Linked DNA regions of Gossypium hirsutum: region 1 is linked to region 2. The links are chromatin contacts, called in public Hi-C maps. All regions are on one chromosome and are shown on one strand. Each heading gives the region's core, a stretch centred on a gene start, on an enhancer-like site or on the middle of the called end of the contact. The rest is flanking DNA. Distances are from core to core; before and after follow the strand shown. Region 1 holds the start of LOC107888868 (long chain acyl-CoA synthetase 6, peroxisomal). Region 2 has its middle 20 kb from the start of LOC107888871.

Evidence for each region. Hi-C and Micro-C count contacts between places; a contact is called where the count stands out from the background.
Region 1: a contact with region 2 is called in a Hi-C map of leaf, with 1.6 times the contacts expected there. The contact joins the promoter of LOC107888868 here to the enhancer-like site in region 2. A contact is called at or near these places in 8 of 34 Hi-C or Micro-C datasets (hypocotyl, leaf and petal).

What each region holds. Positions count from the first base shown.
Region 1 is chrA09:51,716,663-51,723,181 of Gossypium_hirsutum_v2.1, reverse strand. It overlaps LOC107888868 (long chain acyl-CoA synthetase 6, peroxisomal), which reads right to left and starts at 3,886. Exons shown (of 24, transcript XM_041076089.1): 1 at 3,670-3,886; 2 at 3,330-3,571; 3 at 2,519-2,579; 4 at 2,340-2,417; 5 at 2,147-2,218; 6 at 1,981-2,062; 7 at 1,679-1,784; 8 at 1,505-1,581. The coding sequence starts at 3,510.
Region 2 is chrA09:51,465,645-51,472,796 of Gossypium_hirsutum_v2.1, reverse strand. No RefSeq gene overlaps it. Among protein-coding and RNA genes, the nearest start is that of LOC107888871, 20 kb to the left of the region's middle. Within about 2 kb of position 5,871, at least 1 of the 9 cell types and tissues checked has an H3K27ac peak or open chromatin away from gene starts, as enhancers often do. A contact at or near this core is called in leaf, where this site is marked.

The DNA.
Region 1 (6,519 bases), core at 2,637-5,136, 250 kb before region 2:
CTATATATGTTACACCCTTGTGTGTATATATATGGTGTGTTGAGAAAAATAATGATATTTGACTATGAATTTAAAAAAAAAAAAAAAGAAGTTGTTAATTTCATCTAGAGATTTGAGGCTTCTTTACAACAACTTACTTAGTGAAAAAGACATGATGTATGATTTCATATATTTGGCAATTGTGAATTTAATTTTTTGGATATCAATAACTAAAAAAGATAGCCAAATATGAAACCATCATGATAAGAAAAGATAACATGATCATTGTAATTTGATAATAGTAGAAATGATATCCTTAATAGCATTCTTTTACAAAAAAATGGATAATTGAACATGGTGAAGATGTTGGTCTTGAAAACTTTCAAGACACAAATAAATATAAAATTTCACCATATGGTATAAATTATTAATATAGCTAAGTTGGAAAGTTGAAAATTTAAGGATGAGATACAAACCCATAATATTTGTGTCACCCATAAAGAAAACTCGACTCAATGCTTGATATAACGTCAAGTCTTGAGTCCAATGAAACAAAGTACATCATCAATATGTGACTGCTAGCACTATAAAAGAATTATAATATCATCCAAGAGTGAAAAGTACTAGATACCCATAATAATAGGGAAATGATGAGTATTATACTCTTAATAAATCCATAACATAAATATGTTAAAGTGTTATAATTATAAGAACACTCTTGATAAGATCTACCTATATGGGTGAAAGTGTGACTGCTTTTAGGACCTCAAGAGCTTGAATCTAACAGCATTCATGAAAAAAGGTTACAGACACATGGCCAAAATAGTGTCCCTAGATATTGTGTATTGATTGGTTTTGAAATCGTTGTGTGATATGTATTCAGTTAATCAATTGGAATAGCTGGTTCAAGCTTACCTACCATGCAATTTCGATTAACTTTAACATGTTTTCACTAAGTGGAGGTTCTATCGTAAGACGCTTTCATTTATGCAATTGATTTTCAAGATTATTAAAATCTAGAATATTTTGAGAGTAGAAGGAGATTGTTGGAACATTTTCAAAATATATATAATGTTCTGATTGTTGCAAATGAAAAGTTATAAGTAACAAAAAGTTATATCGTTTGATTATTAACCAAAAGTTATCTTATTTCATAATGATGGGTAATGTCTCTTGAATTCAAAAATTATATTACTTGATTTTAACAATGAATCATGATTATTAAATGAGATATATATTGAATTATTATGTTTATTATTAAAAGATGTGATTATCCATTTAGATAGTTGTATTTCTGCGAAAAGACATGAGGACTCCTATAAATAGGAGTCAAATTTTATTTGTTTGACACATCAAAAAAAAATTTTATTCTCCTACAGACCAAAATAATATAGTGGGGATGAATAGAACCTTAAAGGGGCTTTAATACACGCCTTGAAACCTTCTTTAATTTCTTATAAGTTTATTTTTATCCCAAATACCAACATTTCAAATCATGCATGCACCATTGAAGGGTTGAACTTACAGGATTCAAAGTCTGAGGCACGCAAAATACGGCTTTTAGTTCCGCATGATTTATGATGTACTTGACAGCACCTGGACCTGCAGAGAAACATGATTTTCGACATAGCATCTTAGCAATAGGCCAAGTTGGACAAATATTGAATCGAAAAGGAAAGCATTTGGGGCAGTGGCAAACCTAGAGTGTCATATAAAGGAACTGATATAAGGGAATACGCAGAGCAAGCATGATCAACAATGATCCATTCTGGTCTATTGATGAAATATAATCCAATACAAGAGCCCTGTCATTATAAAAGCAAAACTTGAGGTGTTAGTGTCGGATACAGATATGTTCAGATTTTTTTATGTTTTTCCATGTGTGTCAAAGGTCAGAGAGAGATACTTCAATAAAAGATGAATGAGTTTGAATGACAGAGTGATGCACATATGTTCAACTGGTAATATAAACATATAATTACTACTGAAAAACCACTCTACCTTTAGTATTCCATGATGTATTAGGCCGCAACCAATGGCTGTTCGAGCTGTAGCAGCTTCTCGGTATGTCATCCACTTATACCTTGATGAATAGAACATAAAAATGAAAGCAAATGAGAACTTTGACAACAAAATGTGACCTTCATTTTGTCAAAAGGAAACATACTCTCCAACCGTTCCATCGACTCGAATTCTTGTACCGAGATAATTGTTATCTCCAAAGAAATCAACGGCGAGTCTAAATAAATAATAATAATCAGTAAGTGAAGAAACCATCGGATGTACTTCAAAATGAAATAGATGATAAAGCATTGATGCATTGGACAATAGCCACACACTATCTAAAAGAAGATGCTTACAAAAAATTGTCGTGCAATGTACCAATATCAGGATGATTGGGAAATCGCGATACTAGCTTCAACGGAGAGCGAGCAGATCTGCCATAAGGCATAAAGTTGAAAAATAAGACAACAGCCGAACAAAGATGGGTTAAGGCAGAGACCAAAAAGAAGAATAAAGGATAGTAGCAGAGTGTTACCTGTATACATTCCATTTTCCTGTCTGCAATTTCTCTGGCAGCACAACACTGTAATTCTGTTCTGCTCAAAGATCAATTTCAATTTCAATTTCAATTTCAATATCAATATCAATATATGTTAGTTAATCACAGAAAAAATTAGCAATAGATGGCAGCTTCTGAATGATAAATCAGATGAATTGGCTATCAGCCGCTAACATCTCTTCCTCTGCCTCAAAATACATGGTCACTTCCTACAAACAAGCTCTTTTTCACATAAACATGCAACCATTACTTCAAATTCAAACTCAAACCATAGTTTTACCCTCTAGAATTAGTTCAATAAAGACACCAGTAACCCTTCAAACCAATTATTATTTCCCCAGTGACCGATCTACAAGAATGATCGAAATACTTATGATACAAATTAAATCCAACCAAAATACTTATTGGTCTCTATCTGAAAGACAGTCCTCAAAATCCTACAATCGAAAGGTCTTAATGAACTGTCAAGTTCATGCTTCTTATGCATAATTGCCAGATTTATCTGAAAGACAGTCCTCAAAATCCTACAATCGAAAGGTCTTAATGAACTGTCAAGTTCATGCTTCTTATGCATAATTGCCAGATTTTATTTTAAGAAGAATCTTTTCCAGTTTCTACATCATAATAAGATAGACCAATGAAAAAAGAACAATCAATCAAGACCATCCCAGACCCAGGATATAAATTTATAGTACCGATAAAAAGATGTTACTTTTTTAATGGAAGGGAATATTAAGCCTAAAGCAACCTCCCAAAGCAGAGAAAGCAATTTTCATCTGAAACGTACCAGAGAGGAACTCAGCAGCGGTTGGGGAAGAGCGGAGGTGGGAATGAGAAAAGGCGGAGTCAACGACTGAGACAAGGTGGGCATGAATGGAGTTAAGTCGACGTTGAGCTGTGGTGGAATCCATTGAGGTGAATCCTTTCCCGTTTTCTGGTATGGCGCGTTTGGATTTTAATGATGACATTATAAGAGTTCGTTACGGTTTTTAGATAAGAGCTATCCTTTTGCGTTTTCTACTTTTCCATCTGAAACGGGATGAAAGAAAATATGGCTCAAATGAATAAAGAATGGAAAGGGACACTTTTGTCTTTATATTGTGTCTAATTTTCATCATCTCACTAACCAACTTCTAACTCAGATTATGTCATCTAGTAGTGAAAATGCGACACCCATAGTATCAGCTAGCAACAAGTCAAGAATACATTGTGGCACCCGATCAAACACACAAAGCCCCAATCAATCGGCAACAGAATTCTTCTCCCTTGGTACTACTCAAGAGTCCATGCCCACTCGCTACCCAATGCATCCTAATAATCTTCAACCAAAAAGACATTTAGTTTTGTTTACAAAGATGTTATTTCTTTTCACTCACATTATAGTTGTGCTGCTATCATATAGTGATTATTATTATCTTCATTCATATTATAATTGCATTCATGATTTTTATTTTAGATACATAAATCTCATACATTATCAAAAAAAAAGTAATATTTTATTATTAAATATAAAAAAATATAGCAAACTTATATATAAATTCTACCAACTTTATTTAAATATAATTAGATACTATTTATAATATTATATTTTTTCTCTCACAAAATCATAAGATCTTTAAACTCTAAAAATAATAAAATAATGGTTATAATTAACATTTAATTTATGTTTTAGGATTTTGTTCCACCTTAGATTTATGTAATAATCATATATCAAATATTATTCCTTTAATATAAAAAATATATTTATACAAATTTAAATATATATTTATTGTATTTATATTATTATTTAAACTCTTAATTAAATTAAAATCATGAATCAACCGAATATCAATTTAATTAAAATACAACTAAAAGTAATCTTACTTTTCACAAAATAAAATACATTATTATGAAAGTATTTTATATATTTTTATAAAAAAAACTAATATATATGGTAAGATTTGACCATAAAAATACATAAATTTTAAACCTTCAATTTTACAATTTTAACTAAAACTTTGGATACTTTTTAAATAGTATTTTACATAATTTTATAAAAATCATGTCAAATGTCCCAGTTGTCAGTTATTTATTGCATGTTTGGTGTCAACACAATAAATGCTTCTTGTCTTCACGTCCAAATGTTGATAAGTTGAAAGCTTGTGAGCTTGGCTTCCTTTTTAATGTCCATGTTTAATTTTCGTTCGAGTTAGGTTGGCCTGATAAAGGTTTAATTTCGTCCTTAATCTTTGCGTTTGCTGTTATAAGAGGAATTAAAAATTTTACTCTGAAACTAATTAGCTTTATACAATGTTATATACAATTAATACCATTGCTTCATTTACACTCATTTAATTTTTAATTGATTATGTATATATATATATGTGTGTGATCTTGATACCAAATAAGTAATAAATCAACGTTTTTAATATACTTGATTGAATTGCAGTTGAGTTCGCAATAATAGAAATGAATTTTATTGTGAAAAAAAAAATTGAATTATGAGTAAATATAGATATGACTTTTCCAATGACTAAAATGAATCCAACAATCATAATTTTTTCTATATAAATTCTTCTAAACTTCATTCTTTTTAACTCAATACTCAATACTCATTCCTCAATTTTTAATTTTCAATTCTCAATCATCAATCCTCGATTATTTCTTTAATTCTTTTTCTGAATTTTATTCTCTTCGATCTTATTTTATTCCTTATAATTTTTAAATGACAAATCAACATATTCGTTTAGATGACAAGCATATCTCTAACGTTCAATGACAGATGGTAAGAAAATATTATTAAATTATTTAATTTTAAATAGTTAATTATTATGCTGATTATTAATTTTTTTTGTTTATATTCTCAGCCTGAAGATCGAATTTTGGAGACGTACATAGACAATTAAAGCGAAGGTGCATCGAATGTTATTTATGAAGACTTGTGAGATGAAGGAGTTTTATGCGTGGCTCACATACTCAGGGGGGCTAACTTGGATGCCCCCACTTATCAGTGTTTTGGTCGAAAGATGGAGACCTGAGGCATACACATTCTATTTTCCCTACAGTGAGTGTACAATTACACTCGATGACGTTAGTCTACAACTCGATCTTTCAGTTGAGGAGGAAGTCATTACAAGGCCAGTGATTAGTGCCGATTAGAGTGCAACATGCAAGTAACTACTAAGAAATGTGTCAGACAAGTTTAGGGGTAGCCAAATTGAGATGAGATGGTTGGAGGACAACTTCAAAACTATCTACGCTTCCTCGAGTGATGTTGAAAAAGAACAATTCGCACGCGCATTTATCTAGAGGTTGATCAGGGGTCTACTAATGCCAGATAAATCTTGCAATCTTGTACATTTAAAGTGGCTACTACTACTAGCTGACTTGAAAGAAGCAAGATGACTTAGTTGGGGATTAGCGGTGGTGATATTATACAGAGAAATGTGTCAAGTGACAATACCAAATACAGTTAAATTCGCTAGTTACATGCTCCTTCTTCAATCATAGGCATAGTATCGACTACCATTTTTATGCCTCCGAGTGGAACTCCTTTACAAATTCTCACTTGTAATATGGTAAAATTCATTTGATAATACCATTATCGTTTTTATTTTTCATTGTTGTAATTTTGAAATAACATATTATTTGAATAGGTGGAATAAGCCCACTAGATATAGTGGTATACCAACCGAGCTTAAGGATATCCAACTAGCTTTAGATCATCAAATCAAAGAGGAGGTTAGTTTATGATCGAAGTTATCGGTTTTTTATTTCAACATTTGAAATTAAATATTAGGCAGGTACTAAAATTTATAAATTCGTACAGCAATTTGTATGGATGCCATATGTGAATTCGAGGATTTAAGAATGTATTTCGGCTGAATTTTTGGCCAGTCGCAACATCTGGAACATGAAAGTGTCGTTAGTTATTTTTGCAACGGTAATGATGCATGAATTTGATCGAGTGATACAACAGTTTGGGTTTATGATTCCGT
Region 2 (7,152 bases), core at 4,622-7,121:
GTTGATCCAGTTAATTTGGACCAAGCCAAAATTCTTAAAGGCCATGCACGCCTTCTTCGCACAGCATCCTAATATAGTCATATCCTTGTCTCTCTTGTTGACTCTGTTGACTAAATTTGCGCTGTCAAACTCAAGAGATAATTTTCAACACATTTAAAGTAGATGCCAACTTCAAACTTTCAACCAAAGCTTCCATTTCAGCCCAGTTCGCATCCAGAAGCTTATAGACAAAACCATAACAGCCCCCGAGAACGAAACCATCCGAATCTCTAGCAATGGCTCCATACCCCACACTGCCGTTCGAAACCGGTCAAAGTTTATTTTTACATAGTTGTTAGGAGGTTTTATCCAAATTTTACCACCGGTATTAGAGAAAAACATGGGGATCAGCCGGGTTGAAAATTCTGAAATCGTTGCTAAGGGTCTTCGCCCTTTCCCACACCACCAAAACAACATCTTCTTTACCATGGAACACCATCTTATTTCTGTTATTCCAGCAGTTCCATAGGAGGGTAAAAAAATCAACAGCAGCTTTAGCGTCCAGCTTACGGAGGACATCTTCCAACCAATCGATACAGCGCTCGTAGCTCCCATCAAGCAACTTGTTATTTAAGCCACCAAGGGTAAGAATCTCACGCGTCATGGGGCAGTCTTCCATAGCATGGATTAACGTCTCCTCTCTGTTCTTGGATCTTGGACAGACATTTTAGAAGTTATGATGAATTTGAGCAATATTGTCATACATGGGCAGGATATTGTGACCGATTCTTCAACTAAACACTTTGATCTTGGGGAGCATATTTAGTTTCCAAATTATTCTCCAAAAAAATCTGTAAGGATCAAACCCTATTCTCTTTAGACATAACCAAGAGTAAGCCGACTTTGACGTGTAGAACCCATGGGGGTTTTGATTCCACGTTCTGCTGTCTTTATCGCCATTATGAATAATAGGTAAAGTGCATATTTGATCCCCCATTGTGTTACCATACAATTCAATCATCCTTTCCCTTTTCCAACACCTGCGGTTATGGTCCCACAAGTCACTAACTTTTCTTTCATCATTAGTCAACAATGACCGATAAACAGAGTCCCTATTAAGGACCTCAAAACCCAATTGATCCCTTCGAATATCAATCGTGTTGCCGTCCCCAATAAGCCACAAAAAACCTTCCTTAAGAGCTTCGGCCGCCCTTGCTATATTGGACCAAGTATAATACGGTTTGTCACCATATTTAGGCCGAAGAACGTCCCCCTCAGGGAAGTATTTAGCATTAAGCACCCTGAAACATAAAGTGCCCTTGAAATGCATAAGTCTCCACACTTGTCTGTCGAGGAGAGCCAAATTGAACAATTGCATATCCCGAAAGCCAGTACCACCCATCCCTTTTGGGTGACACAAACTATCCCATGCCATCATAGCCCAACCACGAGTCTTCTCATTGCTCGTCCACCACATACGACTCATTTTCGATTGTAGATCATCAATGATACCTTTAGGAGCAAGAAAAAAAGAAAACGCATGTCGAAATAGACTGAATAATAACATTAATGAAAATCTCTTTCCCTCCATAAGAAAGAAGTCGTTTCGACCAACTATTTATCCTGCAAGCACAACGATTAGTAATATTAGTAAAAGCAATTGACTTTTTTTTACTAATAGGTAAAGGTAACCCTAGATAGCTATAAAGATTGTCAGCCATACGCATCCCGAGCATAGAGCAAAAAAATTGCCTTTGAGGTAAAGGTGTTTTCGAGCTAAACATAATCATGGGTTTATCTTTGTTAATCTCTTGGCCCGACACTCTGGTAAAATTTGTTATAATTTTAACAATTTCCTCCACATCCTTTTTCTATTTCGGGTAAAAAGAAGTGCATCATCGGCAAAAAATAGGTGATTAATTCTAGGACCATTAATGCTAGCCCAAATTCCCTTTATCATATTGTTGTTTTGGGCTTGAATTAACAATTTAAATAAAGATTCCATGCAAAAAAGAAAATGGGAGGGAGAGAGAGGATCCCCTGTTTAAGACCCATTTCCAGCACAATAGTCTCTTAAAGGATTGAGTTGCACTTGATAACGTAACGGACCGAACAAACATATCTCATAATTTGATCCACCCAAACATCCGTGTAGCCCATTCTTTTCATGATCTCTTCAATAAAATTTCACTCAACCCGATCGTACGCTTTGTTCATTTTTAGCTTAATCACAAAGCCTTTATTGGGCCCGTTCTTTTCACTTCGAAGATAATGAACCAACTCATGGGCGATCAAGGTGTTATCATGGATCATTTCTCCGGAAACAAAGGCAATTTAGTTTTGGCTTATGCAATTAGAAAGAATATATTTCAAACGATTTGCTAGAACTTTTGCAATGATTTTGTAAATAACCTGCAAAGACTTATGGGCCGAAAATTAGTAATGTCGATAGGCTCTTTAATTTTTGGAATAAGAACAATAATCGTCTCATTGAGACTATCCATAGTTCTATTTCCACTTAAAACCTCATGGCACAACTTTATAATATCCGCTCCCACCACCTCTCAATTTTCTTTGAAAAAACTTTCCGAAAGTTCGTCAATTTCAGGTGCTTTCCGAGGGTCCATTTGATGGAATGCTTCCTTAATTTCATTGATCGTGAACTCCTTCGTCAGTCTTTCTTTCATCTCTCCTGAAATACACTTTCCAATATAGTCAAGATTAAACACTTCATTTGTAGATAAAGTAGAGACAAATAGGCTTTGGAAATACTTCCTGGCAGCCGCACAAATATCATTGGTATTATCCTTCCAACAACCATTAATATCTTTCAGCCTATCAATGTTATTTTTCTTCCTTTTACTAGTAGCCCTCACATGGAAAAATCAGGTATTTCTATCTCCCTTTTTTAGCTAGCTAACCCTCGATCTTTGTGCCTAGTGTTTCTCTTCTTTATCCAGCAGCTGCCCGAGCTTCAACCTCATAGCTTTAAGTATGTTCCCCTTGCACAATCTCCCAGGGCCATCAATGATGCTATTAATTTTTTTATTTCAAAGCACCAATTTGGTTGCTCATATTTTTGTACCGTTTATATTGCCTAAGACCAAGGGCATCACCCACCTTCTTAAACTTTCCCATAATATCCGCAGTACCATCATTCTAAGCATTTTTAATGATTTTTTTCGCATCTTCTTCTTTTTCCCAGCATACATCATATCTAAATCTAAGTCTAAGATCCCTTGAACCCTCTCTCAACTTACGTCCCATGGTGTCTAAAACAATAGCGTCATGGTCGGAATTAGATTGGCGAATCACCTTAGTCTCAATGAAGGGGACGTTAGTCACATCGCTTGCCGAGATCATGAAGCGATCGAGCCTTTCTTTAACCATTGCGACTCTATCTCGGTTGTTGACCCAAGTAAACCACCCTTTGTCGTTTTCAAATCGACCAAGGAGAGCTCTTCAACAACCTCGCGGAAGTCATCCATCAAAGCTTTCGGTTTCCTTCGACCTCCTTCCTTTTCTGAATCATTAAAGATGGCATTAAAATTACCACCGATAATCCAAGTTTCCTTAACTGAGCTCCCCACCCTCTTAAGCATTTCCCACGAGCTTTTTTTATTTTTGGATCGGCGTTTCCGTAGAAGCCAGTGAATTGGATGGGGTTATGGCTTTCTATATGAATCAGAGAATCGATATGGTTGCTGGAGTAGTTTTTGATTTCAACCTCTCCTTCCACATCGTTGCAAGACCACCACTCCTTCCTATAGCATTAACAACATACAGCCTTCCATCCTGCAAAGATTTCAAATACGAGAAAACTTGTTAGTTTGCACTTTAGTTTCACAAAGAAAAATAACATCAGGGTCATTCGCAACAAGAAGTTACTTCAATTCCCAAACTGTTGTAGGGTTCCTAATCCCATGACAGTTTCAGCATAGGCGATTCATTGTTCTTGGCGAGGCTGGTCTCCAGCCACCGCCTTACAAGGTGAGATGCTCTCCAATAGTTTTCTGCACACTAGTCGAATTGAACTGTCATCGCGGTTCTCCCCATTGCCACTTCTTGCTTTTTTCCTTTTGTTTCGGTTTTCCCCCCTCCATCACGCATCCACGAGCTGGCTGTTTTACCACATGAGATCTCAACCCTGATTCCTCCTCTCTAGTTTTTATTTTTTCTTTTTTGAAACCTCTCATGGTTTCGTTTTCTTTTTCTATTTTTTTCCCTTTTGTTTGCTTGATTCTCACTGTTACTCCCTAGCCTTCCCTCTAAAAACTCAACGCCATTCCCCCAGTTTCCTTTTCCTTGGGTTGTACTCCTGGTTTGCGCTCTTAGCCAATCACCATACTGAAATCCTATCTTGTCTAACTTCTTTTAACTCCCTTCTTCGTTGCACTTTTGTGTTTTATGGCCAATGATCCCACATTTGTAGCAAAAGGTCGGGAGTCATTCGTATTTTAAGGCACAAACAATTTCAGTATCATTTTTTCCCACAAGGTAGACCACTCTTCTTATGGGCTTGAGGACATCTATTTTAACCTTATCTCTAATATATTCAATCCAGCCACCATCCTTATCCCTTCAATCAATTGCCATCACCTCGCCAATTGCTTCTCCTACTTCTAACGCCGTTTGCCTGTCCATTTGGTCGAAAGGTTATATATTCTCACCCAGAAGGGTGATAGGTTGAAGGTATATTTTTCTATCTCCTGATCCTTTACATACGAAGCTAGGGAAAAAAGACTTTGATCGAAAAGCCATGGAGCAAGGTTCAAGATTCTTGTTCTATCTTCAACCGCCCCAAATTTGACCAAGATGACTTTTTCTCTTAATTCCACGAAGTTCACCTCTTCTTTTGTGAACCGCAGAGATCGTAAAACCCTAAACATTGCCTCTTTATTAAGTTTTTCATTCGACATTACTTTGCCGATCGCCCAAGCCTCATAACCCTTAGAATTTGATGAGAGTCGAGTGGAGCTAAACACTCTCTTTGATTCCTCTTCAGAGAAGGTCAGCTTCTCAAGAAGCTCATTTAGTTCTTCAACTATTGATCGAGCGAAGGAGGGCCAATGCACCGATCCACAACTAACCGCACCCTCGATACAAACTTCAAGACGATCAACACCAACAACCCTATAGCCGTTCTAACCTGCTCCAAAGAAACATGGAAAGCAACAAAAGCCCAAACCAAGATAACCTAACAAATGAAAAAGCAACGAAATTCTAAGAAAACAATGTCTCATATTAGCAGACTAATCCAAAATCATACAAAACACAAAACAGTTAGAGATAAAACTAGAATAACAATCGCAAAGATTCAGATAGAAACAAGGACAATGCCTAAAAACACAGAGACACGATTTTTTCAAGAAAGCATTGTACAAGATAGTGAAAAAGAAAAATCGCAACAAAGCCAATAGAGATAATCGTCCCGATGATGAATATGAAAAAAGAAACCCTACAACGTGAAAGCAATAAAAAACTAACAGAAAAACTAAACTGAAAAGCCTAAATCATAATCTATAAAAGAATACAGAGGAAAACCTTAAAACCGAACTAATAAGTTTTACGTTCTTGAAAAAGGATATTAAAGAAAACACATGCAAAACATAAAGGAATTGTACGTAAAAAGCCAAAGGATAAAGAACACAGAAAAACCTATTTTCATGCACCTTTCGTAGAAAAGTCAAACTAATCTTTTCGACCATTAATTTTCATGAGAACTTAAAAAAACAAGAAATCCAAAAAGTTACGTAGATTTCTTTATGTCACGAAAAAAGAAAAAGAAAAAATAGTACAAAAATCTACAGTTGAGGAGAACAACACGGAACAAAGGACAAGATTCACCGCTTAGAACGCTGCTCAATCTTGGCACCTTGCCCCACATTGCAGTCACCACCGTACGCCCTTGAGCAGACCCCAGTCCCATTGAAAACCAACCGGAACACACACACCCCACCTCTCCTGCCCAATTATTCACGAATGAATAAAGGCAGACTCACGAACAGAAAAAACAAGAACCAAATTGCATCAATCTTGGAGAATTATCTGTTGGCACATAATTAAATTAACCTTGCACAAATAAATTATGAAAAGTTAGAAGAGTGAAGAGATTTGAATATGAAAAGTGAAAAAACTTGAATATGAATAGTGAAGAGACTTGAAGATGAAAAGTTAAGAGGCTTGAATATGAAAAGATACACACATGCATGAATAATCACAACTCCTAGCATATAGTGATATAGATGAATAGTCACTTACAACTCCTATATAAAGAGTTGTATGTGATGAAGAATTATTAACTTCGTGTGCTTGAAATAAAAGATTATTTGAAAGAATTTTTTTTCATACAAAATTTATTTCTCTTCTCCATTATATTCTTTATCATTTTCTTTGTTTTATTTCTCCAAATATTAATCATTCAACTACAAATTGGTATCAGAGCCTTGTTCGATCGAAATGAACAATTCTATTCCTCTTTCTTCTGTTCCCCAATTAACCAAAGAAAATTATGGCAAATGGAGTATCCAAATGAAGGCTCTTCTTGGATCTCTAGAAGTTTGGGAGATTGTTGAAAAAGGTTATAATGAAGTTGAGGCTGAAGAGGAGGAAGGATTAACACAAGTTCAAAAAGAGAGTCTAAGAAAATCAAGAAAGAAAAATCAGCAAGCCTTATTTTGGATATATCAAGGAGTTCAATCATATGAAGCGGCTTGGGAAAAAATAGCTTGTGCCACCACGGCAAAACAAGCATGGGAATTTTTACAAAATTCATTCAAAGGAGATGAAAAGGTGAAAAGAGTTCGGTTGCAAACTCTTCGAGGAGAGTTTGAAAGATTGCAAAAAACAGAGTCAGAATCAGTTTCTGATTACTGTTCACGGGTTTTGTCCATAGTCAATCAATTAAAAAGAAATGGTGAAACTATGGATGATATTCGTGGTGTTGAGAAAATTCTCCGTTCTTTAGATTCCAGATTTGACTACATTGTGGTTGCCATTGAAGAATGAAAGGACTTGAGTACCATGACTATTGATGAACTCACAGGTTCGTTGCAAGCCCATGAAGAAAGATTAAACAAGAAGAAAAAGTAGATCTAGATCAAGCACTCCAGTCAAAGTTGTCTCTAAATGAGAATAAGGGAGATTTTAAAAATCAAAGAAGGAGAGATCGTG